4 separate regions of the Sus scrofa genome follow, and all the other regions are linked to region 2. A link is a contact called in public HiChIP or PLAC-seq and promoter capture Hi-C data. All regions are on one chromosome and are shown on one strand. Each heading gives the region's core, a stretch centred on a gene start, on an enhancer-like site or on the middle of the called end of the contact. The rest is flanking DNA. Distances are from core to core; before and after follow the strand shown. Region 1 holds the start of NPAS2 (neuronal PAS domain-containing protein 2). Region 2 holds the start of RPL31 (60S ribosomal protein L31). Region 3 holds the start of TBC1D8 (TBC1 domain family member 8). Region 4 holds the start of CNOT11 (CCR4-NOT transcription complex subunit 11).

The links. Promoter capture Hi-C pulls out the DNA fragments that hold promoters and counts their contacts. HiChIP or PLAC-seq counts read pairs in DNA pulled down with a chosen protein or histone mark.
Region 1: a contact with region 2 is called in a promoter capture Hi-C map of liver, with 2.8 times the contacts expected there. The contact joins the promoter of NPAS2 here to the promoter of RPL31 in region 2. A contact is called at or near these places in 1 of 5 promoter capture datasets (liver), 1 of 47 Hi-C or Micro-C datasets (epiblast stem cells) and 1 of 2 datasets of contacts at active chromatin or transcription factors (skeletal muscle).
Region 3: an H3K27ac HiChIP or PLAC-seq map of alveolar macrophages shows a contact between it and region 2. The contact joins the promoter of TBC1D8 here to the promoter of RPL31 in region 2. A contact is called at or near these places in 2 of 5 promoter capture datasets (fetal liver and liver), 4 of 47 Hi-C or Micro-C datasets (alveolar macrophages, liver and skeletal muscle) and 1 of 2 datasets of contacts at active chromatin or transcription factors (alveolar macrophages).
Region 4: a contact with region 2 is called in a promoter capture Hi-C map of liver, with 12 times the contacts expected there. The contact joins the promoter of CNOT11 here to the promoter of RPL31 in region 2. A contact is called at or near these places in 3 of 5 promoter capture datasets (fetal liver, fetal skeletal muscle and liver), 17 of 47 Hi-C or Micro-C datasets (blood, brain, embryonic fibroblasts and 10 more) and 2 of 2 datasets of contacts at active chromatin or transcription factors (alveolar macrophages and skeletal muscle).

What each region holds. Positions count from the first base shown.
Region 1 is chr3:53,486,893-53,493,896 of Sscrofa11.1, forward strand. It overlaps NPAS2 (neuronal PAS domain-containing protein 2), which reads right to left and starts at 3,483. Exons shown (of 21, transcript XM_021087167.1): 1 at 3,422-3,483.
Region 2 is chr3:53,292,586-53,300,032 of Sscrofa11.1, forward strand. RPL31 (60S ribosomal protein L31) reads right to left here and starts at 2,802. Exons shown (of 5, transcript XM_005662362.3): 1 at 2,697-2,802; 2 at 2,205-2,311. The coding sequence starts at 2,311. NPAS2 (neuronal PAS domain-containing protein 2) reads right to left here. Exons shown (of 21, transcript XM_021087167.1): 21 at 6,220-7,447.
Region 3 is chr3:53,146,920-53,153,657 of Sscrofa11.1, forward strand. It overlaps TBC1D8 (TBC1 domain family member 8), which reads left to right and starts at 2,140. Exons shown (of 20, transcript XM_021087166.1): 1 at 2,140-2,495. The coding sequence starts at 2,369.
Region 4 is chr3:53,075,959-53,082,742 of Sscrofa11.1, forward strand. It overlaps CNOT11 (CCR4-NOT transcription complex subunit 11), which reads right to left and starts at 5,357. Exons shown (of 7, transcript XM_003124884.6): 1 at 4,765-5,357; 2 at 1,469-1,633. The coding sequence starts at 5,284.

The DNA of each region.
Region 1 (7,004 bases), core at 2,233-4,732, 190 kb after region 2:
GTGTCTTAGGGCTTCATTTCGGTCTAGAACCTCCCCGCTCCATCCTGTCAGCTCCTCGAGGGCAGAAAGGACTCATGTTCTTTCTTTGTCTATCACGTGGGCCTACTATGCAGTAGATGCTAGGTAAATACAGGCTGACTTAAGAATATTCCAGAACCTCACTTGCGTAGCACAGCATGCAGAGCCTCTGGGAGCTGGTAAGACATGCCCCCGACCCAGACCTGCCCAGAGAGCACCTGCACTTCGCAAGGGCCCCAGTCAATGCCACGCACTGTAAAGTTTGAGACCAAACATTCTGCACCCTCCACCTTTTTCAAACAGTTATTTTTTTATACCAATTTAAAAGATAAACTCTCTTCTATTCCAAACCATCAAATGGAAACCACACATTGTCTTATGACCCATGGAAGCTCAAGTGATCTCTGGGGGAACTTGACCTAGAAATTACTTTCCTTAAAATGCCAAGTGGTCCCCAGTTTCAAAGAATTCAGTGAGAACACCAGTGCCTGAGACGAAGACTGCTTTTCAAAAATTTCCCTTTAAAACATAGGTTCACATGTACTAAGTGTTATTTAGTGCTCTAAGGTGCTATTAATCATCATCAGATTTAAACTAGAATTACTCAAAGTACCGCATTAGCATTCAGCTATGTCTGACCTCTGGATAACCATCATTGACGAGTCAGCTCATTTCCTACACCTACCTATGCAGCATCTATGATGAACAAGGCCTCAAAGGGAGGAGATGTCGTGGGGACTCAGTGTCACAGTCCCTGACTATGCCTATGCCACAAACTTAATGAAAATCAGGAACATGCTAATCCAACATTCCTGTAAGCAAATAATGCATCGAGTATCATTCCAATATTTAAATGCAAAACTCATTCAGATGCTTCTTTAATGCAGCCAATTAGACCACTGGCATAAGAACACCAAGAACACTGCGGTACTGGGTTATTTTCAACACCTCACAGTCTGACTCCTCTTGGGAAAAAGATGCTGCCGTCTGCATGGGGTCAGCATGGGACAGTCAGGGTCCGGATCACAATGGAAAAACCGACTTTTCATGGAAAGAACAAAATACATACTTGTTTGAAAAATTAAAGAAAAGGACTTAGCCCTTTAGATGCTTAAGGCTCAAAAGCCAGACTTATGAAAAATTACCATATAAAACTGGTGAGAGAAAAAAAACATATGAATGCATTATGGTTTGAATCTAAAAAAAAATTATTAATTTTGACTTTGTAACCCAAAAACAAGTAGCGGTGCTGAGAGCCAGCTATAAAGATTATTGAGAGTTAAGAAAGATGGTTCCAAAAAAAATAAAAGATGAATTCGACTGCCTAACCACGAGGTGGGTTATTTATAACTATCTTTATTATTTTATCATTTTCATTAATAATTTATTAATTAGCCAGAAACAGTAAAAAGGGCCTAAACTCTTACAAGAACCAAACGGACTTAAAAACAATTGTAATTGTTTTCTAGAGAAAGATGACTTCTTTCGTTGCCATCTAAACACTTTCTTCTCATATCAGGGTATTTTTTTTCATCACAGCAATCAGTGAAGCCTCACTTGGCTCGTTTCTTGGCATACCTAACTCTTTGGGGGGGATGTTTTATTAATAACATATTTCCTCCAGAATATATTCCTTTCTCTGGCCTTCGCAAGAGTCATTCTGGGGAGCAGTGAGAATAAAACCAACTCTATACCTGCCACAGTGGGACAGATCAGCAAATAAATAGAGGCATCGATTTCCAAGAAGAAAATGGCTAAAAGCAGCATATTTACAATTCTTCTAAGCCACACTCCACCTCTCTCTGTGAGATGGAAGACAATTATTGAAAGCTTTTACAGCGCACACTTTATTTTTAACTAAATCTTTAGGTAGACTGCTGAGAGATGCCAATACCTCTACCCGTCCTGTTTAGCTGCACCATCAAACAGATTTTTTGCTTTTGCAAAACACTGGCCCAAGCCTGAACAGCTCTTTTAAACATCATATTTATAGGGGAGTTATTTTAAAATGCTTTTGGAGGTTATTTTCGGCAAACATTTCCTTTAAGAACTCTTAAGGGCAGCAAGAGCTGCTACGTGCCCTTGAGTTTTGAACTGACACCTCCTAAGGTGGAGCAATTAAAACTTGCTGTGTTTTAATGCAAGCCATAATGAGTCGGTCAATTCACCGACCCGGGATTGAGTTGGATAGTGTTTGATAGACAGAGATATGGACAGAACTGAACCTTGCCAGGAACTACTTTTTGAGCTAATTATCTGGAACGTGCAAACGGGGAAAACCCTCCTATTAAGGAAAAGAAGAAATGAGTCCTAAATGATCTAGAATGATCAGCTCCCCTCTGCTAATTAATTTAATAACTACTCAATATTTAACCGGAAAGAAACAGGCCGATCAATTTGATGAATCAAAGGATCAGGTGCTAAAGACCAAACCCGCCGAGCTCTTCCCTCTTGGACCCCTCCTGAACACCTGTTGAGCTCTGGGGTTTTTAACTTTCCGAACTAAAGCCTCGCAGATACAACCCTGTTATCCTTTAGACTTTCTGGAAGTGCGTGTGTATTTTTAAGGTTTCCATCTTGCTTAATCAACAAAACTGGTTACTAATTATTTATGAATCACAGGGCCGAAAACAAACTTTCTTACCTTGAGCAGTTAAGGAGTGGCAAGCAGAGGAGCGGGTTGGTTTTTAATTTGGTCCCTACCCCCCACCCCAGTTCCGCACCCTGCACGGCTCCATGGAAAGGTCAAAGGTAAGCCTCCCTCTTCGGCTCTGGGAGAGGAGGGGGGCACACCTCCCAACAAAACAACACGCTGGCATCCAACCTGGGGAGCTCAGAATGGCAGGCCGACGCAAGGGGCCGGGCTACGCGCTCTCCAGGCGTCCAGGGGGCCGGCTCAGCACCCCTTCCGGCCCAAACCAATTCCGATCTAGGGACCGAGAGAGACCTCGGCCCTGCAGCACGCACGCCGCACTCTCCCGGGGTCCTGGCACCCCCATGCTCCGTGGGGCGCGCGATGGGCTCAGGGAGGCCAATGGACGACCTTCGAGGCTGCTATCTGGGCACGGCCTCCACCCACCCCGACGGTACTCAATGAGCACCCCAAATCCTGAGGCTCAGGGTGTCTTGTCCTCTGCCTCCTACGGCGAGACGCACACGGAACCCACCAGTCCAGCTGCCGCTGCGGTCCCGCAAGACGCGACGTCCCGGCTGCGGGGACCGGGGACTGGGGGTGGGGCCCCACCTCCTCTCGCCGCCGACCCCCGCGCGGCGCAGCCCGGGGCCGAGCGTCCCCCGGGGGGCCCCGCGCGCCCACCGCGCCAGCGAGCAGGTGACCGAGTCCCGAGACCCAGTGCGCACGCCCTCCCACCCGGGCCCCCGCGTCCCCCGGTGCGGCCCTTACCTCGGAGCGGGCCGGGGCGGCCCCGCGGGGCCGGGCGCGGACTGGGCCGGGGAGACGCGCCTCCCGCCACCGCCGCTGGGAGCCGAGGCGGCGAGCGGGCGCGGCGAGCTCCTCCCGGGCGGCGGCGGGAGGCGCTGCTCTGGCTGCCGCCGCCGCCGCCGCCGCGGCTGCGGTTCTCGAAGCTACGCGGCCGCCACTCCCGGGCCGCCGCCGCCGCCGCCGGTCCCTTGGCTCCTGCGGGAGGCCGGCTGCTCGCGCGGCAAACTCTTCCGCACGCAGAGCCGGCGGGGACAGCCGCCGCCGCCTCTTCCTCCTCCCCCTCCCTCCTCCCGCCTCCTCTCGGTACTCCTCCTCCTCCTCCCGGTCCTCCTCCTCCTTCCCTGAGCTCCGGCTGCCGCCGCCGGCCGGGTGTCTCCTGGCCGCACGCCGGGCCCTGGCCGCGATCCACCCTTGGACACGCACCCTGCGCGCCCTACGGGCAGATGGACCCTCGGACCCCTGCTTCCCTGGGCGGCACAGACACCCGTGCCCCGAGGCCGCCGCCGCTTCTGCCCGCTGCCAGGGAACGCGCGGCCGGGTCCGGCTGGGGGCACAGGGTCGGGACTCGGCTCAGGGCGGGGGCTGGTGTGTGCCTAGAGCGCAGCTGGCCCGAGGAGAGACCAGCGGATGCCGAGCTGCCGGCTGAGGTCCGGTTAAAGTTGTCAATAGGGGTGGCAGGGAACCTTCCTCCCCGGCCAGGTGCCGACCCACGCCCAGCCCGCTGCCACCCCTCGGTCCCGTGCTTTGGGAGCGAATACGCCACTGTGGTCCCCTGCCGCCGTCCTCGCGGGGCAGGCCTGCGCACGGAGCCGGAGCCATGGCACCGGGCGCGTCTTTGCAGACGGACCGCTGCGCTTTTCCTACGAGCCCCAGCGGGGGTCGGGGAGACATGGGCGAGCGCCCTTTGCGGAGGACCTCCGCGCCTGCTGGGGAGGAATGATCGGTGTTTCTTCCAAGGCGAACGTAGCCGGTCCGGAAAAATGGGTCAAGGATGGAAAGAAGCCGGCCCATTGCCCCCCTCCTAGGCAGAGGCACGTGGGCTGGGGGGCCATGGCCAGGAGCGCGCACCCGGAGCTCCGCGCTGCTGCTCCTTCCCCTCCCCTGCTGCCCTCCTCTCCTTTTGCACCAGTGCAGGAAATGTTCCACTGACCTACATATTTTTCCAAACATACGTGACCTTTTTTTTTTTCCCTCTGTGGGAGGAGACAGGCGAGAATCCAAGAAAAGGAGAAGCCAAAGCTGCGCGCGAGGAAACAGGGAGGCTTTCAGTGAGGCTCCCGCAAACAGCGAACACAGACAGGCCCATAAATATTATCTCTGGGAGCCAGGAGCTGCTGTGCCCGAGCTCAGCGGGGCTCCAAAGCAGAGCCTGGTGGAAAAGGGAGACCGCGCCCCCCGCCGAGGCCCGGAGAGATCTCTAAGACTCGAAGACCCCACTCCGTTCCCTTCCGGCGGGGCGGCGGCGTTCCTCAAGTGGAGGCGCCTCCGGAGACATCCCCTACCTCCAGGGGAGGTCACCCTCTAGGTCACCTAGAGGTACAACCAGGAACCTTTTTAGGATGTCCCTGGGTCCTTCCCACATTCCGACCAGTAGCCCTGGAGAGGAAAGCTCCCCACTCATTCTTTTCCATCAGATTAGGTTTTCTAGACTAGAAATCTCCTAAGGCCTCTCTTCTGAACGCTGGCAGCAGACTGGAATCGCCCCCCACTAGGTTCCAGGGTCCTTGCTTTATCTACTCCCCACTCAAGTTCAAGGCAAACCCTCTCCCGGGGAGACCGACCCACAGCGCCTTATTTGGGCATGCAACCCAGCACTGTCAATTAGATCAAAAAAGCTCACCCAGAGCTCCTTTTTCCCCCCTGTAAAGTAGGTCATTCTCTTTATTTCCCACTTGTATTATTTTTGTCTAATTCGCCTGCTGAAAAATAATCAGCTGCAGGAGCTTTGAGCATCCTAAGAGAAGCTATTATTCTTAGGCTTGCTTCTGACTTGGAGGGCTTTTCAAGGAGGAGGAGGAGGCACTTGGCACACACTGTAGTTTGAAGTCCCTCCCTTTCCAAAAGCAGAAAACATCATTTTCAAAAATGAAGTCATTTTATTTTGCTTTGTTTTTCTAGGCCCTCCCTTTCCTTTAGGCAAGTAGCTTTTGCCCTGCCCTTAAGCATGGCATGACTAACACCTAGAAAAGGAGAGTCCTGTGCTTTTAACCAGATTTAATGCAGAATTTAAAGCCACCTCCCTTCCTTTCTTGCTTTGAAAGGGATGCCAGCTCCCTCCTCCTCCTCCCTTTTGGGAACTAGCTGAATAATCCTTAAATGAATTTTTTGGAAACAAATGGCCTTACAGAGGTATTATGTCAAGTCTTTCCACAGTGCAACAAGTATTTTGGCTAAGGTCTGTTTTTACCTGCTGCCTAGTAGGATATCCTATTAAAGATGTGGTTTCTGCCTGTGATTGTGGAGGTGTCATCTGTGTAGTTGTACTTATTCCAGGCTCCATCCCTCGTGGATCCCACCAAGGTGGGACACCTGTCTGATCGTAAGAGAGAGTGGAGTCTGCTGCCAAGAACCAAGTCAGGTCCAGAACACAACATGCCTTTTCCCCAAATGTAGAAGAGAGTCAAAGAGGAAAGTGAATGAAGAGGAAAGTGATCAGAATGAATGCCTGTTCATTCTATGCATTTGGCAGCTCAGTTCCTTTTACTGGCATTTGTTAAAGGCTCCTCATGAATCAGGCTAGGCTTGGCCTGTGAGTGATGGAGGGAAACTTGACAGCAGTTTATGTCTGTACAAAAAGGGTTTACAATGTAGAGGCAGGGATAGATGCACCAAATAGGGCAAGTGTCAGAAGACAAAATACCACATGAGTTCAAAGGAAGGAATCAGGATGGGCTTCATGGAGGAGGTGATGTGGGTGCTAGGATTTTTTCATCAACCAGATAACATAATCTGGATCATAATCTGTGCATTTTTCAAAATGTGCAGCGTGGAGCAAAGGAATCATCTCAAAACTGCATTGCCAGTTCAGGGAAATTCACAGGGACCATGTGGTCAGTCCTTTAAAGATGTGGTTACAGAATAGGGCTTTTTGGATGCTGCCATGATTTGGCAGGGAACCTCAGCTCTTTTTCAGAGAATCCATATGTATGGAGGGGAGCATCAAAGTGTTTTATTGTCGTCAACAACGTCAGTCTTTGAAGAGAGCAGAAAAATAATTCAAAGAGTTTGCAGTCTCGTGGGATATTCTTTTCCCTCATAGCTGTGGTGGCATAACCTAATTAAAAATATTCATCCAGTTCTCAAAATATGTACACTAGAGGTGTCCATATATGGTATTACAGACAGGTGAAAATGTGTGGGTGATTACAAGAATGACAGCATGAACTAGCTCAGGGCTGGAGACTCACATTAAGTGTGTAGTGGGTAAATTCGACCCAGGCTTAGGAGAGAGCAAGAACAGTGTTCTATGCTGAATGATATCATCACAGTCTTTCTGACTAGAAGATAGAAGGCCTCCTTTTTATTTTTCATATGAATTCCCAGA
Region 2 (7,447 bases), core at 1,552-4,051:
TATATGGGTGACACTCAGATGGTATCAAGTGCTACAGAGAAAAATAAAGCAGTGAAAGGAGAAAGCATTAGGGAAGGGGCTGCAGGTTTAAAAAACCCCAGCAAGATCCAGAGATGACAAGGACAGCTACCAAGCTGTCTGCAAGAAAAACACCAAGGCAGGGGAAAAAGTGAAACTAAAACCAAACTGCTACTCAGACTCAGATACTGCCTGGCCTGGTATGATTAAGAAAGTGGTCAATTCATGAGGAATCACAGCAGGAACATGGCTTTTCTGCCGATAGAGGGTTTGAGAAGAGACCAGGTGTCTGGGTGGAGGGACCAGCGCAGGCAGATTGTGGAAGGCTGAGCCCAGAGGACATGCCCACAGGCCAGTGATTGGGGGGGGGGGGGAGGCCATGGGGCAGTGGGAGGGCCAGGGGTGAAGATGGACCCCAGGGGGCTGGTCTGGGGGAAGGTAAAGCTAGAGATGCCTATTAAACACCCAGGTAATACGTTTCAAAAGCAGCTGGGCATGTGAGGCCCTAAAACTAGTTGTTATTACCAAGTATAGGCAGAAAATGGAGGACCTGAGCCCTGGACTCAACATTAAGAGGATGGGCAGTGAGGAGGGACAGAGCAGACTGAGGAACAGCTAGAGAAGCAAAAGAAAAACAAAACCATGGAATCTTCGGGAAGTAAAATGAACAAAGGACTCTCAGTTGCTGCCAATCAAGTAAGAACTAAAAAAAGACCAAAAGACTGCTCTGCACACATCTTCAGTTAAAGCCTTTGCGGCAAAATGCCCCCAAATCTCATCCACCTGCAATGGCTCAAGCCCACTCTTCCAATTCCCAGTTGTCTGACCTTTAAACCACCGCCCCTTTCACCTGTGACTTACTCACCATCTGGCACTTTCTACCATTTTATAGCTGGATACTTCCCTAACTTCCCCACCAAGGAAACTCGGAAGGCAGGATCTTTGGTTCCCTTGTGAATCCGCAGAGCCCCAGACACAGTTAAGTGCTTAACATGCCCCCCAGTGAACACATTCGTGCCCCAATAACGGGGTGGGAGGAGAGAATGTGGTTACAAGCTGCAGTAATGCACAAAAAGGGCACCGTTGACCCAGAAACCCCCAGAGACCTCAGGCTTCACACATGGCCAACGCTTGGCTGGAAACGCCAGGGCTAAGAGACAGTGCCACACATTTAAATCCCTTTCGAAAATCAGTTGTCCTGAGATGAGAATGCCCAGACAAGTTGCTCCCCAGACTGGTGCCTGAGTATTTTGCAGCACCACCCTGGCTCTTAAAAACACTCCAAATAACAGCACTCGATGGATTTGGTCTGTTATTACTAGTCAGCACCGTGTGCATAAAAGGGGGAACACGCACAAAGCTCAAGAACTAAAAACGAATCCGACTAGCATCCATGAAGAGGCAGGTTCGATCCCTGGGCCCGCTCAGTGGGTTAAGGATCCAGCGTTGCCAAGAGCTGTGCTGTAGGTTGCAGGCCAGGCTCGGATCCTGCGTTGCTGTGGCTGTGGTATAGGCTGGTGGCTACAGCTCTGATTGGACCCCTAGCCTGGGAACTTCCACATGCCGGGTGCGGCCCTAAAAAGACAAAATAAAAATAAACAAAGAACTATAAAAACCACACCCCAGGGAGGAAAATCAAGAACTACGACATTCACAGTCATTCCCAACGTCCTTGTATATCACATATGCAGCCAGCGTCTTCTCCACAAACCACTGCCCGCTAACTTCAGAACACTTTCTTCTCTGGCCTCTCCAGAACTTCCACATCCAGCACCACAACTGGACCAATATTACTTAGTACTTAGCTGTGTGGGTGGGAGAACTAAAATTACCCCATTGCAATGTTCGGACTCTGGGCCGGACCTGGCGTTTTTAGTTACCTGGTTGACTTTACTGGACTCTGGAGACAGTGAAAAGGTCTACTCATCCTCACACACACGTCTCACCCCTAGACCTGCCGGGTTTAATTCGATCAACACAGCAAGAAGTAGCATCGATTTACCACCGCATCTCCCCAAGTAGGCTTCCCAGAACCCTTATTTAGGCGTTAACCTCCATTTCGCTTTAAACCCTACAAACAGCCTTCGATAAGGTCTATGCAGTAAAGACTTGGGCTCTTGAAGAAACGGTTCATTTCTAGACCCCGCGCGGTCAGAAGACACTGGCCGAACGCAGGCATTACTCACACGCCATGGATGCGCTTGTGAATGTTGATCGTGTACTCCCTGGTTACCACCTCGTTGATGGCGGACCGGCCCTTCTTCTTCTCGCCACCCTTCTTTGCGGGAGCCATCTAGACCCAGGCGACAAGGAGGCTCAGAGTGAGTGGGACAAACCCAAGCCAAGTCCTTCCTCCCGGCCTGGCCTCGGGACGCTTCCAGGGGCAGAGAGTCCGGCCAGGTCCCTGAAGGCCCACGTCTGGGAAAAGCCCGGCGGGCCACGGCACGTCTGCGCCCTTAGACGCCCCCGCCCCCGGAACCCCCTGCAGCCCCGGCTCTCCTAAGCCGGCCACTCTCCCTCACAGGCTCCGGGAGCCCTTAAACGCAACGCAGACTCCCGTGCCCCTGGAACGCGGAGGCCCAGGTCGGCTCAGGAGAGAGCCCCCTGTTTCATTCGACACAATCCCAGGCGAGGATGGCGCCGGATTCCTCAAGCTGGGAGCCAGCACCCATACTCACTTTCCCCGGCCCTGGTTGGAAAGGAAGAGCGCAAGGGTTTGTGGGAGAAGGAAAGCGGCGTCGCAAGTACAATTTCCGGGTCACCTGGAAGGGTGGGCGGGGGGAGAGGCTGTGACGTCCACGGCGCGCGCCGCAAGAAATGCAAGCTTGTCTCGAGGGCGGGGCCTGAGCGGGGCCTGAGCGGGCCGCGGCCGCGCGCTCGAACGTCGCCCTCTCTGCGTCGTTTCCTACCGCCGCGTTCCAGCTGCCTGCGCACTAACAAGGGCTTTTAGAGGATGCCGGAACCTAGGCCCCCAGGAGGAGCGGACCGAGGCGAGGCGAGAAGATGCTTTTCTGGTTTTCCCACTCTCTCAGCGATCGGCCAGGCTAGCGTTGCCTGAACCTGTACGCCAGGCTGGTGGCCCTGGAGATGCTCCCGTCGAGCAGGGCGGGCTCGCGAACCGGCGTCCTCGCAGCCCGGTACCCGGGAGCCTCACGCGGAGGCTGCTGTGCAGCCGCGGGCCGTGGGTGAGGGTGGCTGGGCTAGGAGTGAGGAGGAGGCCGAGGAAAGGTTTGCACAATAAGTATTTTTAAATTAAAATTGACAGTTTATAATTGGCTATATGAAATGTCAGTTTTGGAAGCACCGTTAGTAGAGTAGTTGACAAATCACCTTGGAAAGGAGTAAAATACTGTATACGACTTTTACATCGAAGAAATCAGTGTGATTTCATGACCTTAAAGCAGTATTTGTTTTCAGCTCTATCACACGCAAATGGCCCCATAATAGCAATAGCACTTTTCCCCAACACCTGGAAATGAAAAGAGAGAAATCTGACTTTGGAAATGAAAAGTGAGGAATCTGACGCCAGCACGTCTGGTGTGAGTTGACCGCGTAGCCACGTCCCAGATCCCCATGCCAAACCGATGGGTTGACAACTCTGGACCTTAAGTTGGTCAGAAATTGCATTCTTTTGTTGCAGGCAGCGTGGGTATGGTAAGGTCCTTAAACCTAGGGAGGTGTAAAATTTTATTTGCTGAGTTAACTGGAGCCCTCGAAATGTATGTTAAAACTGGACCATTGAGAAGGCGTGAGAATGATCATGGAATAAAATACAAGACAAAGTTAAATCTGTGATATTCACACCTTGCAGCCAGTTCTGATGTAAAGATAATCAATTTTGTTATATTTTGTGGGTCCTTTTTAGAACTCTTAAATCTGTATCAGACTTGAGATTTGAATTAAATTCTTACGAGTGTTTCTATCTGTAATCTCTTTTCATAATTGGGGAAATTTTTTTTTGTAAATTCCTAAATATCGACTCATCTGTTGTTTAGGTAGTATGTGATTAATATGGGAAATGTTGACAGTGTAATGGTTAAAAGAATGCTAATTGATACCTTTTTAAGATCAATAAATTGGACATTACATGACTTACAGTTAGTGGTGATATCTTTCCAGGTACAAAATTCCCTCTGACAAAAATGAATTTACCAGCGTGGAGGATAAAGATTTTCAGTTTGTGTCGATGTGTGGGTCATGGCACCACTGAAAAAAATGGGGACATTGGGAGAGGGCAGTTGGTTTTAAAGGATATTGAGTCATCTACTGAATTAAATTCAGGAACTTTTAAGTGTATAAACATTGGAGTATACATTTTAAGGCATGCATTACTTTAGTGAATATGCTAACAGGTTACCCTGCTTCTCCCATAACTGGACATTGTCTGGTTAGGCAAAAATCCTAAGGAGATTTTCTTGTAGTGTTTCTAATGAGCTTTTATTTTTCCCAAGAAACTAAAGCTTTTCCACAGATACCATAGGCTGGATATTTCAGCTATTGAATCAACCATGTTATGCTAAGAGAAGTGAAGTATACTGTGGTTTGTCTTGGTCATATGCATTGTATAAAGTTCAATGTATGAAGTGCCTTGTATGTGTCCAAAAAAAGCTACATATGGCATTTCTCTAGGGGATCTAAATTAGTTATATCTCTAGGTTATTGATGGCTGACTTTAAAACTGTCAGGCTTCACATCAAGTGAGGAGAGAAACTGAAGCAATTTTGTACCCAGCACCCACATTTTACCAGATAATTTGGCAAGAGTACAAAATGTCATGGCTTAGAACAGTATCATAGTTGACAAGTACACCATGTTGACTATATAAACAAAAATTTCAGATTAATTGAATGGATGTTAATTGCCATTAGAGACAGAAGATACTACATTTTAGCTGAGTTAGTTTAAAATATTCTAAGACTTGGTGTATTCCAGAGTTCACGTTTCAGTCACTTGTTAGCTAAGCCTTTATAGTTTTCCAAATAGAAAGGTTATGGCTTTTCAGGAACCAGGACAGGGTTGCAAAATACTCTTTTAGTTAGCAAAGTTAAATGAAAAATTTAGGGATTAAACTTCTGATGTTCTGTGGGTTTAAAGAAATATTACCCAACAGGAGTTTCTGAGTTTATCCAGACTCTGAACATGTCAGATTTAAGCAGCATTAAATTAAATTAGCGGCACGACCTACTCCACCTTCTGCTAATGGATTCCAGCTAGATAATCCTAGGACACAAATATGCTGTTGCCTTAAAAAAAAAAAAAAAAAAAAAAGTTTGTCCTACTTAGAAGTACAGATTCTGACAGCCAAGGAAAATACAAATTCTTTTATGGAAAAATCAGATGGATAAACCTCTGAACTGACAAAACAGTTCAAAGTACTTAATCCAGTTTCACTCAGACTTTTTGTTTCAAAAAGAGGGTTCATTTCTGGTTCCTTTAAAGATAAATAATCCTAATATGTGTTAGAATATTTAGACTTACCATTATTCAGGAATATGGCACTTGTGTAAATGATAAACTCCTTTTGATGTATTGATATGGCAGCTTCTTATACCATCCATCCCCAGCTGGTCCTGGCTGTAGAACTGGGAGAGCTTTCCCTATTTCACAGCTTGTAGAAAGCACTCTGCAGATCGTTGCCATCTTGAGCCTCAATCACGGTGTGCCAGGGCACCCTCGCAATCACCGTGCTGAAGCTTCCACAAGCAGCTTCTGTGTTGGCAGAAGCTGCTGTAGTATTTCCCCCATTCACCGGACATGTGCACACATCTCCCACACAGACACACAAACCCTGGGCACATCACTGGTACCTCTGTGCTGACAGGCAGAGCCCCTAGAGCTCCAACCCAGGTGAACTTAACAATAGGCTACGCATGCTTTAGTGGATAATGGCTTGATTATCTCCACGGATTACCTGGGTCTCCAAGTGGAGATGTTTCTGGGAACGTTTTCTGTTTTTGTTAGTTTTGCTGTCATTTCTACACCAAACCCTTCTTCCTTTTTTTTTTTTTTTTTTGCCTTTAAAACAAAGATCAGGAAACTTCTAGGCTGTTCCAAAAACCTAAGGCTATTACGTGGCTTGTTGCTTGCTTCCATCTTTTCCGTATCTGTAGCCTTAGAAACATCATAAAATTAAAAAAAGTTTACTGATGAAAAGATGTATGCAGGCATATAGAACAAGGGACAGAAATTGCCTCCAGAGGAAATCGTACAAATTTGTTAATTTATTACAAAAAGTCCATTCACAGAAATACACAAGAAAAACTTTTTATCCTTTTATATTTGGGAAAGGAACTGGTGTCTTAGATACAAAATAATTTACACATAATCCATACAATTTTATTTTATATAGAAATAGGTCATTATTACAACAGCTGTACAATTCACTACACTTCCTCTTATAATTACATAAAATCTTTTCTTTAGAAACCTCTCAACATAACAAAACATACAAAAAAAGCAAAGTGCATTTTGAAAAGGAAACTCCCATCTTCGGTCTTATCAGGAAAGATCCGTAGAAAGATGCAGCATTCTCACTCAAAGGGCCAGCTCAGTGGTGGGGGTCCGGAGGACCTGCCTGCCGCTCCACAGACCTGTCTGGCTTTTGAAACCTCCCCCTTCAGAGTCCTCAATAGAAATTCCAGAACTCAGCTGCGTGATTGTGCTTTGCTTTGAGTCCGCCTTTGTAGTTGCAATCACCCAAGTAAACAGGAAACAGTCCAGTGTTATGTTAGAGGGGAAAAAATCACCAGAATAGTGTGGGGTGCAGAGCCTGATTCCATTAGGGTTGAGGCCACAGGGTGTGGGGCTGCAGCCTGGTGAACAGCCACCAGCTTAGCTGTCTGATTGGTGGGCAGTTTTTGTTACTGGTGTCTCCAAATAAAGTCAGGAGAACTTACTCTTTTCAAAATCGGAAAGTGCCTAAGTTATTTCCGTGTGCAGCTGTGCAAAGTAAAACAGAAACAATCATCTAAAAATAATGAAAAAGCATCTCTTTATTCTCTCCCTTCAACAGATCTCTGACGCAGTGCTTCTCGAATGCAGTGGAAAGAGGATCTGCAGGGTGAGGACCAGTAGCGCGGCGACAGAGGCGCAGGGGGGCTGGTGCGGCGGGGGGAGAAGCGGAGAGATGCGCCTTCGCTAAGGTGAGCGGAGTGATGCGCTCCCGCGGGGGCGCGGGGCCGTCCGGGTATGGCTGTAGAGTGTGGCCGAGAAGCCCAGGGGCAAGGGATACACAGCAGGCGTCCCCGCTCCCTTTCTATGTGCTGGCCACTGCGCCCGGGGATGGTCCCCATCCGGGAGCTCTGAAAGGTAAGCGGGGCGCACGAAAGCCTGGGGGTGTCCTTTAAACTCCTCTCCCCAGCTCCGTGGCCACCCCCACCCCACCCCCACCCCCTTGTCCGTCCATTGGTTAAAGCTGATGTGACCAGAC
Region 3 (6,738 bases), core at 890-3,389, 150 kb before region 2:
CGGGGGACGCTGCTACCATCTGTGCTGGATATTCTCCAGTGGCCCTTCTAGGGCCCTTCTCCAACCTTCTCCACCTTGCTCTGTGCCCAGGAGCCTGATCTCTGGCAAAGGCATCCCCTGGGCTCTCTTGCTTGCCTCTGGCTTTTACATGACTTGGTTCACAGGAGGCCTCGGAGGCACCTCAGGGGTGGAAAGATAGAGCTGACAGGGCATAGTACCCCAAAGGATCCTTCCCAGGCCCTCCCAGCTGCTTTCATAAATCGCTTGCCCTAATTTAATACCATACAGTCTATGTTTACTATTTGGCGGATGATCAGAGCTTAATGATGTTTAAAATATGGGTGAGTGTGCATGGGGACTGTTTCACTTCCAAGAACTTGTGTACATTTAGTTATAAGAGCTGACATTTATTGAGTGCTTGCGTGTGTTCTAAGGACTTGAATATCTTATAGGCTGGAGAGCACCTATAAAGGAGCTGCCATGATGATCCCGATTTTACAGCCGACTGGACTGGGGCTCCCTGAGTAACCTATCTTGCCCGAGGTCAAGGTTGTGCAGTGAACCAGTGGCAGGAACGGGGTTTGATCTAGGACAGTCTTTCTCCAGAGGTGTGCCCTCAACCACAAGGGCATATGGGTTGATCTGCTCACCGGACCTGCCGTTCCCACTTGACCCTGTGGCAAACATATTTGTTTTCCCAGCCCCAGTCAAACCACAGCTGCCCTGTGGGGCTTTGTCAATCCCCAGTGCGAGGGAACTGCGCCTTCATTCTGTGCATCCTGCTGTCCCCAGCATGACTCCCATGACACTTTGGGCCTGGTCTCTTGCTTGTGAGTCCTTTAGGACAGGGCCCATGTTCAGTCCCCTTCTCTCGGCAATTCCAGGGCCTGCAGAGAGTGGGGGGAGGGGCAGTTTCCAGCAACCATTTCTGGAAGGAATATTTTTCAGCCACCCCTGCCCACTCTCTGTACCCCTTGGGGCACCCACATCTCCCTGAGAACAGATGACTTCCTTTCTCAGTTGTGCCTCAAGGCTGTAGCTCTGGACCACACATGCCTCTGCCCCCTGGGTGGGCTGTCCTGTTCCTCCTGGGTACAGGATCTTACCTGGCTTCTTACCTGTCAGGTCAGGGCTAGGTTTCTGAGCTGATCCCTCTGATCGTCTGCAAACAAGTTCCTTGGCTTCCATTGAAGAGCTTCTGCTCAGTTCCCGGGAGGCTGGTGGGAGCTTTACTTTGCTTCCACTTTTCAGTTTTGTCCCAATTAATAGTCATGTTTTGTCCGGGGTCCTTTTGTTGAAACCCTACCGTCAGGTGGATGGAGTTTCTTTTTTTCTCTTCCTAGGATGTTGGATTTAATTGAGGAGACTGCTCATGGAGATCCCCAGCCCGTTCAGGCCAGCAGCCAAGTCAGGTCCACCACACTTTGAAGAAATATCTCATTTTTGAAACTCTGCCTCCACAATCCCTATAGTTTTTACTATCATCTCCTCCATACTTCCCAGCTTTTCACGTCTCTGGGAACCAATGTGACTGGTTTCATTCCTGGGTAGGGGATCCTCAGGAGGGGCCCTAAAATCAGCATCTTCTGTGTGCAGGATGGGTGTCCACGTCTAGTGCTGAGTTTGGTCTGACACTCGCCTCAGGGTCCCACAACATCGCTGCCTCTTCGGCAGCTTCGTGGGATCCCTCGTGGGAGCAAAGAAAACGTATGCTCAGCACTTAAAAAAAAAAAAAAAAAAGGCAAATAATTGTTTTTAATTTTGAATGCTATCTGTCGATTATTTATAGAAATATTTCTTGTTATTTTAAATGCTGTGTTATTCCACACACACCTCGGTTTCCTGGCACGCATTCTGTCCCCCCAAAGATAAATTCCCTAGGCTGGAAACCTGGAGCTGCGACAAGATGTCTTTTTCCCCATCACCTCCTCCTCCAGCTCTCCGGGCTGTGACCTCGCAGGGACGGAGGAGGGGAGAGGGGCCTTGGCGCCCTCAGCGAGAGAGGCGGGGAGCCTGGCCGCCGGGACTGGACTTCCTCCCTCCACTCCGGAACTGCGCGGGAGCCGCCGGGATTCGGAAACCGGGCGGCGCCACCGGAGCCGGCGGGGTGGACGCTGGGCGACTGGTGGGCGTGGCCCGGTGCCCGGTGGGCGGTTCCGTGGGCGGGGCCCGGGCGGGCCAGGGGCGGGACCGACGCGCGGGCTGCGCGGGCTGCAAGGGGCGAGCTGCGCCTACAGCGCTCCCGGGACTCCCGAGCGCAGGGCGCCGGTTGGTCGCACTCTCGCCTTGCCGACTCCTCCCGATCGGGCTCGGCCCGGCGACCGGGGCGATGTGAGCCGGGGCCCGCGGGCGCGGCCGGACCGCTGCGATGTGGCTCAAGCCCGAGGAGGTGCTGCTGAAGAACGCCCTGAAGCTCTGGGTGACTCAGAAGAGCAGCTGCTACTTCATCCTCCAGCGGCGCCGCGGGCATGGCGAGGGGGGCGGCCGGCTCACGGGTAAGGGGCGCGCGAAGCTGGCGGGCAGGCAGGCGCAGCGGCCGGGCCCGGACCTCGCTCCCTGCTGGGCCCACGGCCCCAGCTCGGGGCTGCAGCGCAGTTGGGGGTTTCGTTGGAGACGCCGGGCCGGCCCGGCCCTACCTCGGGCTTGTTTTCCTTTCTCCTGCATTTCTCCAGCAAGTCCCGGTCGGGGTGGTGGCAGAAGGGACTTGCGGGCTCGTGCATTTTCCCGGGCGAGGCAGGTGCCTCCGCTGCCTGGCCCGGTGACCGCCCGGAGGCCAGGCTTGGCTCGGGAATCCGAGGAGAGATGCCGGCTGGAGCGAGGGCCGCCCCGGGGGGAGCGGGGCCGCGGGGCCGGGCCAGGTGACAGCGGGTCCGGCCCGCCCTGGCCATCTGGACGTGCCCGAGGCTCCAGGTGGTGTCGCCGCTGGGGACACGGCCAGCCCACGGCGGGGCGCAGCTCGAGAGGCCCTGGCTCCGGGAACCCTCTCACGCCCAGAGGAGAAACCCAAGTGGTGCGAATCCCGAGCTCCTGAACTTAGCAAAACTCGGCAGGTCAGTTTCCTGTCCTCGCCCTACCCTCATCTCTTTCCTTTCTTCCTAGGAGAAAGGATAGGGGGGAAAAAAAAATTCAGGCTCGTAAAATTTATGGAAAACAGCATTTCCTCGCCACTCCCTATAAGTTTTGGTCCAAAACTCTTTGAAAATCAAGGGTTTGGACAGCTTGTGTTAGCAGGGACACCTGTTTTAACAGGCCAGTAGAGGAATACTAGCTTTTTCCAGTAGTATCTTGGGAACCTGTGTGGACTTTTCAAATTTTGGAATCTGAAATAAAACGGACCTTAGATCTTCCCACCACGTGCCTCCTTCTACCAGGAGGAGACCATGGCTAGGGAGAGAGTGGCCAAGGGGCCGAGCTGGGGTTGGTGACTGCTCTCTCCTTATTCTGTGGCCGGCCCTCCAGGAGTAAAGTCTACCGGGAAATGCAGTTAATAAATAAGTCCTGAAAGGACAGAACCAAGTGCGAGGGGAATTTCCCATCCCGCACTATAGACTTTAAGGAGGGCAGATGTCACAGAGCCTCAAGGATTCAGGCAAGAGTTGGCAGGATTTCTGGATGGAAAGGGTGGTGGGGTGACCTGTGGTGGTGGTTATCAGTGGGGACAGGTGTGCGGCAGAGAGCTATTTTAGACTCTGAGTGGGGGAGTTAGTGTAGGAGGCAGGAGGTCCTATGACCTTGGTGCCCCTGAGCCACACAGTGACATTTTAGTGCCCAGGCTCTTGGAACGTGGAGGTTGGGGGAGCCCCGTGGGGCCCGTCAGAGGTGAAGAGGTCAGAGGAAGGGTTTGCCCCTCCAGTCTTTTGAGACTTTGTATCTTAATCTTTGGTGCATTCAGTACCTGGTCTCTGAATGGTCTCCTTTAGTAGAGGATGAGGATGGGCCTTGAAGATTTGTGAAATAGAAAATGTAAGGAACCTTTGCCCAGCAAACATCCGTTGACTTAGTTCACTGTACACTGTTGGTGGAAAGCTCCTGTGTCTGCTTTGGGGAAGAGATCTGGTTACTCATTCAGCAGGAAGAGGGATCCAGACACGGAGGGCAGAGCCCCAGATCTGATGCCTGATCGAGGTTCAGTGCTTTGTGGTACAGTGTGTCTGAGATGAACTCAGAATGATTCTCCCCCTCCTGCTGCATTCCAAAATCAAGCAGGGCTGTGCTGTCGTCTGGCCTGGGCCCTTGGCCTTCCTTGGGTTTACTTTGTGTTTGAAGTGAATATGAAGTTTTCTTTTCTTTCTTGGCCGCCCTGAGGCGTACGGAGTCCCTGGGGGCCAGGGATCAGATCTGAAACTGTGGTGGGCAGGGGATTGAACCTGCATCTCAGTGCTCCAGAGAAACCACACAGATAACATTACGCCACAGTGGGAACTCCCACCTTTCTTATCCTTATTCTTTTTTTTTTTTTTTTTTTTCCCGCTTTTTACAGCTGCACTTGCAGCATATGGAAGTTCCCAGGCTAGGGGTCAAATCGGAGCTGCAGCTGCTAGCCTATACCACAGTGATGCCAGATTCAAGCTGTGTCAGTGACCTGCACCACAGCTCATGGCAACGTTGGATCCTCAACCCACTGAGCAAGGCCAAGGATCAAATCCGAATCCTCATGGATAGTAGCTGGAGCCACAATGGGAACTCCCCAGTTTTCTTATTCTTAAAGGCAATAAGACAGTCCCCAAATGGAGGAAAATGTCCCGCAAAGAGTTACCCGACACTTTGCTTTATTTCCTGGGTACTCAGAACCTCTGATGATGGTGAAAAGATGACATCCCCTTGGCAGCTGGACACTCCACCTTTGGACTTTTAGCTGGGGAACCAATGGCGTGGCTGCATGGATTAGGCAACCCCATTACCACATCCACTGATGGGCTGGTCGTACCCCGGCCGTTACAGATATTGTAAAATCAAAACTGACGTGACACACAGGCCAGCCCCATGTTGGGGACAGTTTTCAGAAGATGTAGAATTCTAAATAGGCCGATTTTTTAACAATGTATTTCAAAGATTTAAAGCTTAGACTGAGTTTATGTAATTAATGGGTGCACATTCTGACCAATGTTAGGCTTTTCTTCGGAAAGAATCAGGAGAGATGGTTTAAGAGGGTGGGAGAGAATGCGATAAAAGGAAGTGTCTTTTATGGTGAGGCTGAGTTTGATATTAAGTAAAAGAAAAGAGTCTTTAACATGAGAGGCCTCCATTGGTGTTTAAAGTAATCTTACCTGTTTAAAACTTGTCCACCTTCAGAAATATAAGGTTTTGTTTCCTTGAGGATTGCAATTCGTTCTCCTACTTACACACACACACACACAACATGCACACACACTCACACACATTCCTTATACACATCTCCAGTTTTATTTTCTCCGTAGCCGTTTCTCCTTTTGTAATATGCAAATACTTTTTTACTTTGTTCATTGTTTCCCTTCCTAAATTGTCCGTTCTCTGAGTACAGGTAATTTACCCTGTGCTGGTGCCTAGCACAGGGTCTGTGCTCTTCAAACATTCATGGGATGAATAGATGGACAAGTACCTGCATGAAGGATGGATCCCACGTTTTTCTTAAAAGTTGGGTGGGCAGGAGTTCCCGTCGTGGCATAGTGGTTAACGAATCCAGCTAGGAACTGTGAGGTTGCGGGTTTGATCCCTGGCCTCGCTCAGTGGGTTAAGGATCCGGCGTTGCCGTGAGCTGTGGTGTAGTTCGAAGACGCGTCTTGGATCTGGCATTGCTGTGGCTCTGATGTAGGCTGGCGGCTACAGCTCCGATTGGACTCCTAGTCTGGGAACCTCGATATGCCGCGGGAGCGGCCCTAGAAAAGACAAAAAGACAAAAAAAAAAAAAGTTGGGTGGGTAAGGTGGCCCAGCTTTCAGTCTGAGGCTGCTCTGGTCACGTGCAACAGGGACATGCCCCCTCTCTCCTTGGCTTGCTGTGTACCTGCAGGCTGATCACTCTGGAAAGCTGGATGGCGTGGGCAGGCATCAGAGACCTCCTCCTTCTATTTTTGTAGCCTCCTCCCATGAGGGGAAAGGAGCATGGCTCCAGCCTCTGAGGTGGCTTCTGTTAGCAGCCCAGGGACCCGCCTAGAGAAGGAGCTCCTGGGCTGGGGTTGGGGCACAGTGGAAGACAGTGACCTCCTCCTCCAGTTAGAACATGACGTGGCTGAACACAGTATTGCAAGATGTTTCCAAAGCTCCCCTGACAGAGCGACTTTGCTGCCCTGGGAGGGAGGTCAAGCTATCCAGTGTTCTCTGGGATACGTCTCTAGCCCGTGGGAATATTTCTTACAAAAGCTGAGTCAGCTCTGGGAGAACGGGGTAGAAGTTAGTCTTTGGGAGGCGACATCACTTCCCCATCCCTGGGGTTCTCCAAAGCACCTAAAACAAAGTAAATACTGACTGTCACCATCCAGGTGTGCCCCTCTGAAGGATTTTATTTATTTTTCAGTGTGTTTATTACACACCTTCCCGTATAATCAGACCGTTCTTTCCCCTAAGAGGCTGGCTGTCTAAAAGCTGTACTTTGCATCAAATATTGATGTTTTCTGCCTTTTGGAGGGGTTCCCTTCAGCCCCTGTTCTTGCCACTGCCTTTGTAGCAGCTCTGGGCAAACCGATTTCCCAACAAGGTCAAGGGAGGAAGTATGGATGGGAGGGGGGAAATAAGGGCTCTGGCGTCAAGATCAGTCTGTTGGT
Region 4 (6,784 bases), core at 4,107-6,606, 210 kb before region 2:
AATAGACTGCATCTGGCATTGTGGCTAATAAGCACTTTTACACAAACCATGAGACCCATGCAACCTTCAATCTTAAAAGTCTGAAAAAGATTTCTCTTGGTCACAGAAAATTGTTATATTATTAGTATCTAGGAGTTCCCACTGTGACACAGGGGTAAAGAATATGACTTCGGCAGCTTGGAGGTGCTGGGAGCAAGGGTTCGAACTCTGGCAGGGTAACTTCCATGTGTTGTGGATGTGGCCATTAAAAAAAAAAAAAAACTAGTAGTTTAAAAATGAGGTTTAGAATACTCCAAGGAGGAGTTCCCATTGTAGCTCAGCAGAAATGAACCCAAATAGTATCCATGAGAATTTGGTTTCAATTCGGGCCTTGCTCAGTGGGTTAAGGATCTGGGGTTGCCATAAGCTTTGGTGTGGACTGCAGACATGGCTCAGATTTGGCACTGCTGTGGTGTAGGCTGGCAGCTGCAGCTCCGACATGACCTCTGATCTGGGAACTTCCATATTCCATGGATGCAACCCTGAAGGAAAAAAGAGAATACTCCAAGGAAAAGTTTATTGAAAGATGTCACCTTATATAAAATGCCAAATGTCACAGGTGCATGAAGTCCAAGAAGGAGGGTGTGCTGTCAAAACTAACCCTGAAGCTCATGTATTCACAAGGTCATGGGTTCATGGATCTGGCTAAAGATCAGAATTTCCCCATTGAAGCACTCTTAGGCGATGAGACCCTTGCATCTCAACTTTTGCTTAAGGCGCCACAACAAGAACTCTGGTCCCGTTACTTTCCATCACATCACAAGTGGGCTTCAAGAACACCTCTATATTTGCTTGTATATGTAACACAGAAGGTGCCAAAATGTTTAAACAAAGGAACAAAGTGGAGATCTCACACACTGATTTCAAAAAAGCTACCGTATGGCTTGTTGGATTGGTGTCTAGCTCCCTAAATAAAACCTTTTTTACATGTAAGAAAAAAAAAAAAGACCTACCCTGCCTGAAAATGTGGTACTAGAATAAAGACAAACTGACATAGAAAAGAGAGCCCAGAAATAAACCCTCCCATATATATTCAAATGATTTTCAACAAAGGAGCCAAGAAAGCACTGTTTACTATTCAGGGTCCCTTGAGGTTCCATATGAATTTTCTATTTCTGCAAAACACACCGTTGGGATTTTGATAGAAACTACACTGAATCTGCAGATTGCTTTGAGTAGAAATGTTATCCAGGAAATTTTAAATAGACCAAGTTTTATTCAGCATTTTTCTTAAATAAGGAAAGCAATCGATTCAAGTGGAAACTGAAAATGATATGTCTATCCCATAACAGCAAGGATCCAGTACCAAATCTATGCTTTTCATGGAAAATACATTTTGGCATAAAGACCTTCATTTTAAGTGGAGCATCGCAAGAAAAAAGGCCTAATGCTACCACACAAGACCACCTGAGGCAGGATCCCTCCTTACCGGCCAAGGCCAGCTGAAGCCCGCTGATGTCCACGGACTGGCCCATATTTCCGACATCCATCAAGGCAATCTGTCGAGGGGTCTTTTTGAAGAGTTCCCTTGGGGGTGCCAGCATCAGCTGGGAAAGAAAAAACTTTTCTGGTGGAGTTATAGGAGGTAAAAAGCCTGTAAACAAAAACGTATAACAATTTCTCTAATAGTTATTTTTTAAAATTATCTTAAATCTGCTCAAATTAGCATTTGCTCCTTGCCACCTCAACTCACCTCTTTATTTTTATTTATTTTTTTTGTCTTTTTGCCTTTTCTAGGGCCGCTCCCGTGGCACATGGAGGTTCCCAGGCTAGGAGTCTAATGGGAGCTGTAGCTGCCGGCCTACGCCAGAGCCACAGCAACTCAGGATCAGAGCTGCGTCTGCATCCTCAACCCACTGAGCAAGGCCAGGGATCGAACCCGCAAACCTCATGGTTCCTAGTCGGATTCGTTAACCACTGAGCCACGACGGGAACTCCAACTCACCTCTTTAAAGACAAAATTTTAATTGAAGATTCATTTCATCAAATTTATTTATGCAAATGTAATTAAATAGGAACGGTTCCAGGACCTGCTGTGAACAGCAAAATCCAAAGGTACTTAGGTCCCTTAAGTAAAGTGGTGTAATATTTGCATAGAACCTGCACGCATCCTCCCTTATACTTTATAAATAATCACTACTCACAATACCTAATACAATGTAAATGATACATAAACAGTTGTAAGTACTATGTAAATACTACATAAGTACAATGGAAATACTATGTAAACAGTCACCAAAATTTAGGGTTTGCTTTCTGGAACTCTCTGGAATTTCTTTTGCCCCTTGAATATTTTCTACCAGGGGCTGACTGAATCCTAGGATGCAGAACCTGAGGATACAGAGGGCAGACTAAATGTCAACTGAAATTCTATGATTTGTGACAATGTCGATGAAACTTAAGGTTTTTATAACTACTAAGAATTTTGTTTTCTAACATTTCTCAATTCCTGCAAAGGTTAAAGCTTGCCTATGCAGGCAAAAACAAATTTTAAAAAGCGACAGTGCTCAGAAATACTTCTCTGCTGCTACTAGCAACTGCATTAAAGCTGGAAAGATGAGGAAGCATCACAAGTTCCAAAGACACTACTCCACACACCTGCTTCTACACACAGCTCGGCTACAATTCCCACAGCGCCAAGCCCAGCGGCCCTCCCTTGCCACAGTCACCTGCTCACCGGGCCTCATCCGTCTGTCCTCCCTCCCTCTCAGGCAGAGGGGTGGCCAGACTATTCACCACCCACAGTCCACACCCCCACTTACCATTTGGTTATATTTCTAGGTACAAATCTGCTCACAATACTTAACCTATTTACAGAGAATTAAACTCAAACGTTGGCACCAGTGTAGGACTTTCGTAATCTGGTCCCAACCCACTTTCCTCATCTCATCTCCTGAACTTCTCTCCATCTGTGAGTTCCACGATTCAGGTGCACAAAATCTTTCAGCTTCCCTGATTCCTATTTCAAAACACCCAATACACCCAACTCCTTAAAAATACCTGAGAGGACCACGTGCTTCTCTCCCCACCATCAATATCCAGCAAAAACATCGCTCCCTCGTAAAGCCTCTCCAGCTGCACAGACACGAGCTCCTGGGCCTTGAGGCCCTGTGGGTGAGACATCTGGTACAGCCTTAACCACATGGGGCTACAGTTATGTCTGGTCTCAACCTGACAGAGTGCAAGGAAGCCATCCTACTTACTTCCAGGTACATTCTCAACCTTGGCTCTGCATCAGAATCATCTGAAAAACTTTCAAAACATATACTCATTAGGTGCTCCCCCTGAGGTGAAATATAATAAGCCTGCAGCAGCAGTCCCCCTGTTGGGTATTTAAGCACCATCCCTACCTAGTAATGATAATAATGGACAACACTTACCGCAGATACCCTTACCCCTCATACTAACTCTACCAGCTAAGAATTATCTGCAATTTACGGATGAGGAAAATGAGGCACAGCAGCAAAATAACCAATCCCATGAATTCCTTCCCTGGCAGATTTGTGTTTACAACACAGTCTACGGCCTAGATCTAGGTTTGGAATCATCACAATTGAGAATGACGGTTACGGTTCCTTGGCTTGACCCCAGACTACAGAATTCAAAGCGCCCAACCCAAATCCCAAACTGTCCCCCATCCATCTTGGGTGGTGGGTTTGACGAATACACACATTAAAACCACTTTCTGGGCATTCTTAAACTCCCTGAAAGTCAGGTTTAGTACCATTCCCCACCCCACCCCACAGACACCTCAAGGAATACAAAGGTTACTCCTCTTAGGTCAAGGGCAGTGCAGGAAACCAACCAGAAGATGCTTAAGATCCAGAGGAGTGGGCAGCGGGAAAAACGACCATCTTAAAATGTGGAAGCCCTCACCTGCAAGGAAATCCTCTGGTATTTACTCAAAACCGGCTGCCTTTACCTCTTGGCTCCCTATATAGCAGCCCCCTACCTAAGGAGTGATCTGCCTGTCTTACCACCGCTGAAGGACCCTACCATCAAGCTGCTTCCCACCTCTCTACCTGCCTCACCCCCTACACTGGTCCTTGACTAAGTCTTCCAGGTACCCTCACCACCATCTCTTCTGGGCCTTTCCCCTCGCCCGGTTTAGGTCTTCTCCCAAATTCAAGTCTCATAAAGCATCTCTGGAGTTTTTTTTTTTTTTTTAAAAAGGCAGCCTCCTATCAAACCCACCGATCTTCACGGAAGTTGACCGAGCATAACTTTCACATCATGTCCAACAGCCTTGGGTTTTCTAACCTAGGCCGTGAATTTGAGACTTTCTCTCCTCCGCCCCCATCGCATTACCCAAAGACCTAACAGCAAGAAGAAGGTGGCTGTGATGTCCTTAAACGCTGTTAAATGTGTTTCCGCTCAACTTCCTCAGGTTCTGAATGACTCCTAATTGACTCGTCTGAGACTAAAAGCCGGGGGCAGATCCAGTGTGTCATTACTTACAACTTCACACACCTCCGACGGGCTTGACGAGAACAAATTTTATCTGAGGCGCTAAACCATCAAGCCCCATATTACGCTGCGTGATTGGACCACCTGCATTGTTGGGAGGGATAATTTTCGGCGCCATGAAGCTGTTACTTCTTCATACTTGGTGGAAGGGGTGGGGGGTAGGGAATCTCAAAAGGCAACAATCAGTTTCAAGTGCGGGTGAAGGCCGAGAAGCTGCCAATCTCACCCTCGGCGACGCACACCTGGCCCCGGGCGTACCTGAGAGCGGCGGCCGGTCGGGTTCCTGGCCGCCGCGGGCGGGCGGCGCGGGGTTGAGCAGATGCGCGAAGCTGGCGGCGAAGGGGTTGGCGGCGAGCGGTTCGGTGCGGTACATCTCCCAGAGCAAATAGAGCGCCGTGAGGCGCTGCGCCGCGCTGGGCAGCAGGTCTGGCTGCTGCAGCAGCATGACCAGCACCGAGCCCAGGCGGAAGTGGTCGGCCTTGCTGAAGTAGTGGTGGAATGCGGTAGACAGGCCCTCGAAGGTGCTGCCGCCGCCCGCCTCCTCCGAGATAATGCTCAGCAGGCTCGAGAGTTCCTTCGGGGTCAGGCTCATCCTGCCCGCAGGGCCCCCCGGGCCTCCACTCCCCGGCCCGGGGACGCCCGCTCCGCCTCTGCCGCTGCCGGAGCCGGAGACCCCCGGGCCGCACCTGGACGCCGACCCCGCCCCTTCCCGGGTCCCTCTTTGCTCTGCGGCGGTGAAAAGCCGGCCAGACGCCGCGCTCGCCCCGCCGCCGGGCATCAACCTCACCCGCCCGCCCTGCTCCCCGGCCAGAGTGGCCCTGGCGCCGGCTCGCTCCGTCCCTGCGGCCGTAAAGCGCGCTGTTGCACGACAGCGTCGCAAACAAAACACACCGAGAAACCAGCCGGCCGCGGAAAGGGCAGCGCGGAGCCAGAGCGAGGCTGCTGGTGCCGGGCCAGGGAGAAGATCCCCAGACGCTGGGTGGGCGGGGCAAAGCGCCGGAAATGGGGGCGGGGCCTGAGGGAGGGGCCCGGCCGGGTCTCGCGCTGTGGGAGTCAAGCGGTGCCATAGCCCCCCCGCTGCGGCATAGTCTGCCTGTCCTCCTTCAAGAGTTCAGCCCCCAGGACCCCCCTGGGCAGTGCGGGAACGAACGGTCTCAATAAAGGACGGTGTTATTTGTTTGGAAAAATGCATGTTAGAATATGAAATCTTTTTTAATATAACACACATGGATGGTCATGCTAAAACTTTAAGTGCAGATAAGGATAACATGTTTCTCATAAGCAAAGTTAATTTTTAGACTTACACTCCTTTTTAAAGAAATGGAATCATACTGCACATGTACATGGCTATTTTAACAAGATCTCTGGAAACTTAACAATAAACATTTATATACAAAATTGTTGTGCAACTTTTTCTTTGGCTGCGCTGTGGCAAACAAAAATTCCCAAGCCAGGAACCAAACCTACTCCACGCCTGATCCTTAACCCACTGCACCGCGAGGGAACTCCTGCTTTGCAACTTCTTACCTAGTCTGCCCTAGGTCGCTCATTCTGGGCCTTAGCTGTGCACTGGAAGTTTCCAGGAATCCTTTACAAATCCTGGCCCTAATGGCCAGGTATGAACAAACAAAAAGCAAAAACAGAGGTCCTGTCCTGGCTCAGGGGAAACGAATCTGACTAGCATCCATTAGGATGCTGGTTCAATCCCTGGCCTCGATCCTTAATCCCTGGGTTAAGGATCCAGGGTTGCCGTGAGCTGTGGTGTAGGTCACAAATGTGGCTCGGATCTGATGTTGCTGTGGCCGTGGCATAGGCCAGCAGCTACAGCTCGGATTCGACCCCTAGCCTGGGAACCTACATACGCCACAGGTGCAGCCCTAGTAAAATTTTTAAAAAGCAAAAACATCTGCCCAGGTGACTAGTGTGCACTCCAGGCTGGGACCCACCAAGTGGCTGGTCCCAGACTTGCAAGGTTCCTCCCTAGACCTACAAAACCCTACAAGGATTTCAACTAGCAATTCCCACCAGGCCAGTTGCAGAAATCCAGTCTATGCTGAAAAAAATGATAGCAGCTCAGTGTTGTGGCGCAGCGGAAACAAATTCTACTAGGAACCATGAGGTTGCGTATTCCATCCCTGGCTTCCCTCAGGGGTTAAGGATCCAGTGTTTCTGTGAGCTGTGGTGTAGGTCACAGACGAAGTTCAGCTCCCACGTTGCTGTGGCTGTGGCTGTGGCTGTGGTGTAGGCCAGCAGCTGCAGCTCTGATTTGACCCCTTGC